Regions from separate parts of the Macaca mulatta genome. Here region 1 is linked to region 2. Evidence: chromatin contacts called from public Hi-C data. All regions are on one chromosome and are shown on one strand. Each heading gives the region's core, a stretch centred on a gene start, on an enhancer-like site or on the middle of the called end of the contact. The rest is flanking DNA. Distances are from core to core; before and after follow the strand shown.

Region 1 (3,634 bases), core at 856-3,355, 38 kb before region 2:
GGGAGGATCAGCATCTTTCAGTGGAGCCCCACAAGGGTCTGTAGAACCATGTGCTTGTGGGTGTGTAAAATGAAACCACCAGAGGAGATGGAGCGAACCTCTGGCACAGACAGCTTTTCTGTCGAAGGGACACGTCTCTGTCAGTGCCTGAGGACGTGAGCCCGAGCAAAGTGCCAGTGTGGGAGTATGCAGGCCTGGCCTGTCGTGGCAGTCACTGGACAGCCAGCCCCATGGCTGGGCTTTGGAACTGGAAGTTCTTGTCTCACCAAGGCAGGATTCCTTATAGTGGGCCCTGGACCACTTGTGCAAGATCTCCTAGGGTGTTTGTTAAAATGCACATTCCTGGGCCCCCCATCCCAACTTACTGCATCAGAATCTTAGGGGACAAGAGCCAGGAACCTGCGTCTAAACACACTTGCCAGGTGACTGCACAGGAAAGCTGGGGACCCTGTGCTCTCTGGACCTCTCTTCAGGGAGATGTTAGTAGGACTTTTCATCCTCCCTGCCATCCCCGTGCCCCAATTTCCAAAGGGTGCCCTAGCTCTGCTATCTGGAGAGGGTTTGAGAGTTCTATCCCTCCTCAGTTCCTTTCCTGACACCAGCACGGATGTCTGCTGCCTCAGTGAAGTCCTTAGCAGGCCTGTGGACGCTGGCCATGGGGGCTGCTGTCCGTCCGGGCTGTGTATTCCGAGCCCCGAAGAGGTGGAGAAAGCTGGGTTATAACCAGCAGCCTTGGCTCCAAGTTCTTCCTGGTCAACATTCGGCTCAGGCTTCTGCCAAACTCCAGGGGCCAGAGGGGAATGACACATTTTTTCCAAGTCAGCAAATGGAGCCGGGCCTGATGGCTGGGCGGCCACCGCTTCATTCCCGGAGATCTGCTGCCCTCAGCAGTGTGGCAGGCCCAAGGTCGGGAGGACTCGGGGGCAGCCTGGCTCACTGCCTTGAAAGCCAGTCACGCGCTGCTCTCTGTGGAGTGGAATGTGGGGGTCTGTGGAGCCCTGGGGGACCTCAGGATAAGCTGGAGGAGCAGGGTGGGAAGAAGGGTGCAGATTCCACACTTGAGCTCTTGCCTGTGACTGAAAGGCTGAGCTGTTTGGGCTCCCCCTGGCGGCTGGCCAGGCCTCTGGGTCCCTGTCTATATTCTAACTAGGAGGCAGGCCAGCCTTGGCCTCCAGGATTTTGGGAATTGATTCCATGGTAAAAGTTTGTGTCTTTAGTTGGTTGGCTGATGATGTTGGTATAAAAACCCCAAAAGCTTTTCCAAAGTTTGGGACCCAGTTCCTCCACTAGAGGAAATCTCAAAGTAGCCACTAGGTGGCAGGAGAGGCACATTGAACTTGGAGAGGGTTTGGTTACATTTATTTGAGGCCTCAGAAGGAACAGGGAGGGGAGGGCGTGCCTAGAGTTTTTGGCTGTTCCGCACCTTCTCCTCAGGGCCGGGTTTTCACTTTGGGTCTAGGCTCTTGGGCATGGTGTTCAACAGTGGGCGCTAGGAGGAGTGTGCCCAGGAGCTGAGGTGGCTGCAGCAAGGGCCCATCTTGCCACGTGGCCGCTGGTTGCAGCACAGGTTGTGTTGGTTCTCCAGAGCGCCCACCCTCTTCCACCTCGGAGCAGTGAGCAGCATTTTGCAGCCCCTAGTTGGTGAGTGGCCTGGCCTAGCTCACTCGGGACCTGGAGGCTTGCACAGAGTTCTGTACACCTTGGTTGGGAAGGAGGCAATGTTTCCTCTGGAGATCCTGGATTCACCATGGTGCTCTTTTAACTGGGAGATTAAATAAAACACCTAGAACTTGGGAATGGAATCGGACAGCCCTTTCTGGGTCTCATGCCAAGACCGCACTGATACCTTTGGGCATCCAAGGTGAGGGACCCCACCTTGCAGGGCCTCTGCAGCCTCTGGAAATGCAGCCCTGGCGCCTTTAAGAGCCCAGGGCAGGCAGGAAAAGAATTTCAGTTTCAATCTGGCTTCTAAATTTGGAGTTTTGGGAAGGGAGGGATCAGATTTCAGCTGGAAGGGAAGGAGCTGACAGGAAGGCGCTGTGCAGAGCCTCCCCACCCCCGCCCATCCCCCCAGTTACTGACAGAGGAGCCATTTACAAAAGGCCGATTCTCTGGGGAGTGGAGAGGCAGGAACGCAGCGTCTGTGAGTAATTTCCTGCTCAATATGGCTGCTCTGACTCACACGATTCCCCTGGGGTCACTGCGGGCTGCAGCTCGCTTGCTCGTTCTGGTTCTTTCTCTTCTCCCTTTGTGGCTAGAATGAGCTAATTTTTTTTTTTTTTTTTTGGTCTTCCAGCCCCGATTTCTTTTTCCCCCCATCGTCTGTTTTCTTTGCCAGAGTTACAGGGTCTCCTTCTGAAGGACTTAGGGAGACCCTGGGCATTGAAGGCCTGGGGGGCAGCCTGCAGCTCCTCCAAATAAACTACCTCTCTGGCCTTTCTGTGGGTGGGGGCCCAGGGCCACTGGAGTTCCAGGACATGGGCCCAGCCCTGGCTCTGCCAGAGGCCTTTTGAGGATCTGTTCTTTGGCCCTGGTGGGCGACGCTGGCCAGGAGGCAGGGGTTCTGTCTTCCAGCGCCCATCTGCCTGCCTTTGCCTCGGAGCCCTTGCCGGGCAGGCCCCTGGCAGACGAAGCCGACAGGGTGCCCCCTGGTTGCTTGCTCAGAGGGCCCTGTCCAGAGAGTGAAACTGGTTACACAGCTCCATGCTTCCTAAGCTTTCCCTGGCCTGGAAGTATGCACGGGGCTGGAGCCTGCAGACTGGGGAAGGGGCGGGGTAGGGCGGGGAGGAGGAGGGGAGGGGCTGGGGGTGGAGTGTAGTTGAGCCCCGCAGTTGAAACAAAGCTCCCCTGAGGTGAGGCCCCTGTAGGCTGGGGGTGCCTGGCTGCCCTCCTGGAGGAGCGAGCCTTGGATGATTCTGGGTGAAGCAAGTGGCCCAAGACAAGGCCCCCAGGGACCAGGGTGGGCTTTGTCTCTGTTGAGTGCCTCGGGCTCTTGCTTGGCTGTGGTGGAGACTGAGAGAGGAGGGGAGGGGAGGGAGGAGCCTGTTGTCCTTGCTCCTGAACGTGGGTGTTTGGATGGGCTTTTTGGGAACCTGGGCCAGGGGAGGGAGATGAGGGGTAAAATGACAGTTTTTTTTGACTTAAATCTTAAAAGTTTTGTCACAGTTGCCCTTACTAGAGAAGTAAGAGGCCTGCCAGGAGTGGGTCACCAGGTGGCAGCCCATGGCTCAAGAGTGGGGGCTCCTAAGGGTCCTCGTGGTGAACTGATGCCCCATTTTGGAGAGCGTTTCTGGCTTATTTTTTCTCCTTCAGATAACCCAGCCTCCCCTGACACCTGCATGTTTCTGGAACCTTCCAAGTCTCTGTTTGCCAGACTCAGCCTCTTTGCAGAGTCTTCCTTCTGCAGCATGGGTCTGGGGTGCAGAGCCCCGTTCCCCTGTAAATGCTGCCTATGAGCTGGGGAATATGTCGAGGGGAATTATGAACTGCTTGGTTAATAAATACAAATGTGCTGGACTCGTGGTGTCAGGGGGATATGCTGAGGCACACAGGCGTCCCTCTGTGGTTTCTGACGTCATGGGAACTTCATGCTGGCTGCAGAATCTTCCTCTTCCTTCCTGGAGGGTCAGACTCT
Region 2 (3,736 bases), core at 1,203-3,702:
GGCTCGAACAATGCTGGTTTCATGAAATGCAACCGAAGGCTGAACCAAGGCAGTGCAACTTAGAAGCACACACACAAACACCACAGCTGACCAGGAACTTAGTGCAAAGTCTCCAACGCAGTCGGCGGTCCCGGCCCCTCCCTCCCCCGGGGCCGCCGGGGATCCAGGTGAAGGAATTGACTTCCTTTTTTGTTTAGTGAGGACCGCAGTGCTGGGCATGATGGGAAATGTAGTCCGCCGTGCCCGCCCCCCACCCCTTACCCAAACAGTGTCCGAGAGTGTCGGGGTGTCAGGCGCCACCCCCGAGTCCGGGAGACGGGTGGAGGAGGGGAGGAGAACGGAGCCAGAGGGGCGGGGAGAAGAAGGGTTCAAGACACCCGCCCCGGGAAGAAAAGAAAAAAAAAGTTGAAGTGTTTTCATTTCTGCCTTCTCATTTTGAGAACTTTGGAGTCCGCCCCCAGAGAGGAAATGTGACCCAAACGTCCCTTTCGGAGATAGTTTGCCTTTGTTTTTGCTCAGAATTTCACAAGACCCATTCCTCACCCCACAGAGAGACTTGGGAGAGCGGAACGTCGGGCTTCCCGGGTCTGACAACTGATTGGAATCGGCGTCCCGGGTCCCGCGCCCTCCTGCGCTGCGCCCCCAGCGCGCCCCGGCGGCCAGGGCGCCCTGCCTCGCCCCCGGCTGCCCGGCAGCTTCTCCGGGCAGCAGCCCTCCCTCACGTGGCAGGCTCCTCGCTAAACACCACTGCAATCACTACAATAAAAAGAAAAAAAGAGTAGGAGAAACACAAAGCATACTTAAATAGGCGCTTTTCTCTCTGCAAAAATAAAGTCCAAGATTTTAAATTTCTTTTTTTTATTTTACAATTTATAAAACATCAGCCGCCTGCCCCTGCCCCTGCTCGCCCTCAGCTCAGCCCCGAGTGGCCCGGCGCCCGCTCGTTCCCCCCTCTCGCCCCTTGGCCGAGTCTTTGTCTGGCCCCAGCCTCGCGGGGCCCCGGGTCCCTGTGCCCTCGGGGGTCCCTAGAAGGCGACAATGGCTCGAGTCCAGGCGCCGAGGCTGGCGAGCGCCTGCTTGGCGCACAGCTGCCCGTTGAGCGGCGGCGGCTGCTCCGAGGAGTCCGGCTGTCGGCTCACGAGCCCCGAGAAGCCGGAGCCAAAGATGGAGATCAAGTTTGAGATGTTGGACGCGTCCGGGGACGAGTCCGGGCAGAAGTCCTCGAAGCGGGCGCGCTTGCAGGGGGCGAACGGGGCGCCCCCGGGGGGCTCGGCCCCCAGCTCGCCCGCGTCCTCCTCGTCGTCTTCCTCCTCCTCCTGGCCAGGGTAATACTTGCGCTTGCAGCCGGCGGCGGACGACAGGCCCGGTCCCGGAGCGCCCTGGCCACAGCAGGGGCAGTGGGCGGAGGCGCAGCAGTCCTGGTGCAAGTAGCCGTTCTCTACCGTGGTCACCACGTGAGTGTCTAGGTCCAGCACGGTGGTCTGGCTGCTGCAGTGCAAGCCGAAGTCCGAGGGGGCCGGGTATGCGCCCCGGTAGAAGCCGGGGGAGGAGGCGGGGGCCGGGGAGGCGGGCGGAGAAGCGGCGGCGGCCGGAGGGGCGGCCCCTGGGGGCGCGGAGGGCGCGGAGCAGGCGGCCGGGGTGCGAGGGTCCCGCGGGCAGAGCGCAGCGGGCGGTGGCAGCGGCAGCGGCAGCGGCGCAGGACCCGGCTGCAGAGGCTCCAAGGGCTGCCCGCGGTGGGGCGCGCCGTGCGGCGGCTGGAGCGCGGCGCACCCGGGCAGCTCCGAGAGCGCCCCCGCGCCGCCCGCGGGCGCTCCGGCCGCCGCCGCTGCCGCGCAGCCCCTGGGCGCCGGGTGCTGGTGCTGGTGCAGCTGCTGCTGGAGGTGCAGCTGGTGGAGCTGGTGGAGCTGGTGCAGCTGGTGCCGGGCGGCCGGCTCGCGCGCCTCCGCGTCCCCGCCGCCACCAAGTTGGAGCGGGCCGAAGTCGGCCGCGCTGGCCGGCATGCCCGGCGCCGCGTACGCTAGGTGCTGGTGCTGGTGGTGGGGCGGCTGCTGCTGTTGCTGCTGCTGTTGGCGCCGGTAGAGCTCGGCGTAGCGCTCGCTCAGGTAGAGCTGGCGCGCGTTGCGGAGCACGTAGGACACCAGGAGGTTCTTGTGCAGCTTGATGCCGCCGCGCTGGGTTCGGGAGCTGTGGATCTTGCGCAGGGAGATGCTGATCAGGCTCTGGGCGTCCAGGGCGCACTCCATGCTCCCGCGGAGACGGCGGCGGAGCAGCCGCCGCCGCTGCTGCTGCTAACGCTGCTGCTGTTTCTGCCTCCAGCCGGCCGCCGGGGCGCGCCGGGCAGGGGGAACGGAGTCCGGGTCAGCGGTTCGGCTGTGCTCCGAGAGGAGCCGCCACCATGCGCTGCGCGCCACCCGCGGGCTCGCGCTCCCCAGACGGCGCCAAAGCAATGAGTCTCGGCCGGCCCCGGCCCCAGCTATTTAGCCGGGTGCCCGGGCCCCGCCCCACATGAGAAGAGCCAATAGGAGCTCTGAGAGCCTCCCGAGTGACAGGCGCTGCCCGCCCCGGGGCTACTTAGCTGGCCAATCAGACCAAGGCGGTTCCTTTGTGCTATTCAAATACCGAACGGACCCCGGGCCTACAACGCCGCTGCTGCCTCGAATGTTCTCCTGGGGCCGCCGCGCCGCGCGGGACTCGGAGCCGCCGGGGCCGCAGTCTGCAGCATAGGTCGCCTGGCAGCGGCCACGTTGAAGCCCGCGGCTGCCCTCGCCTTAGGTCCCGGGAGCAGGGGGTCGGATCACCTGAGTGCTGCGCGACGGCTCCTCCCCCTTCCGCACGGCTGGGTCTCACCTGCGGCAGGTGCGCGCGGCTTACAGCTCCCCGGGCCGCGCGGCGCCTCCACCTGCCCACCTGTCGGCCCCCGGGTGACTCGCGGGAGTCAAGGCCTCTACAGGAGGCTGGTGGGACCGCCAGCTTGACACTGGGGGACATCAAAGGAGCGAGGTTTTGGGGGTACCCTCCACCGCAGAGAACGTAGGGCCTGACTCCCTTTTTGGCCGAGGGGCCTCTGGAAATGCTTGCGGAAGGGAGGTCCTCCCCATTTGTCTAACAGGAAAAACCAAAACATCATGAATTTTGACCTTCTCTGATGGAGAGAGTTCTGAGGCCACGCATGACCCAGGGAGTGTGTGGACCTCGGGATCAACTGAGGCTCAAAGGCGTCCTGAGAGCCGAAACGCTAAGTGTCCTAATCACCAGCTCTGTAACCTTTCCTTTCGTGCCTAACTAATAATAATGACAATAGGGACTATTATTATGGGCCTAGTATGGGGCAGGCCCTTCCCAGCAACTCCCCAATGCCTCACTCTAACGTTTGTAGAGGAGGGGCCTGAGGTTCGGAGGAGTGGAGTGACTTGAGGAACCATACAGTTCCCAGGGGGCGGAGCTAGGAGCTGGGACAGGACCCTGCGCTCCAGACAGGAGGTGGATACCAAAGGCTCGGGAACTCACCGACTTAACTTCTGTTGACACAGTTTTCCTTCTTATCCTGAACGCTTCAGGGGCCACCTCCTCGCAGCTGGGGACTGAGACAATGGGAGAAGAGAGGGACAGGATTGCTGATTCCTGGGGACGCTCTATCTGGACCAAGAGGTCTGAAGGGGGCTGGTTGCTGCTCCCAGCGGGGTTCAAAGGTGCCTGGGGTGGAGGCTGCCGAGACAGCTGGGGAGGCTCTTGGAAG

What was found. A called contact is a pair of places that touch in the nucleus more often than the background predicts.
Region 1: a contact with region 2 is called in a Hi-C map of blood, with 2.1 times the contacts expected there. The contact joins the enhancer-like site here to the promoter of IER5L in region 2. A contact is called at or near these places in 4 of 14 Hi-C or Micro-C datasets (blood, fetal cortex germinal zone, fibroblasts and 1 more).

Annotation. Positions count from the first base shown.
Region 1 is chr15:18,504,847-18,508,480 of T2T-MMU8v2.0, reverse strand. The region is part of intron 9 of PTPA (protein phosphatase 2 phosphatase activator); the gene reads left to right. Among named protein-coding and RNA genes, the nearest start is that of PTPA, 28 kb to the left of the region's middle. Within about 2 kb of position 2,105, at least 27 of the 40 cell types and tissues checked have an H3K27ac peak or open chromatin away from gene starts, as enhancers often do. A contact at or near this core is called in blood, where this site is marked.
Region 2 is chr15:18,466,679-18,470,414 of T2T-MMU8v2.0, reverse strand. It overlaps IER5L (immediate early response 5 like), which reads right to left and starts at 2,452. Exons shown (of 1, transcript XM_015116647.3): 1 at 849-2,452. The coding sequence starts at 2,243. The coding sequence ends at 1,026.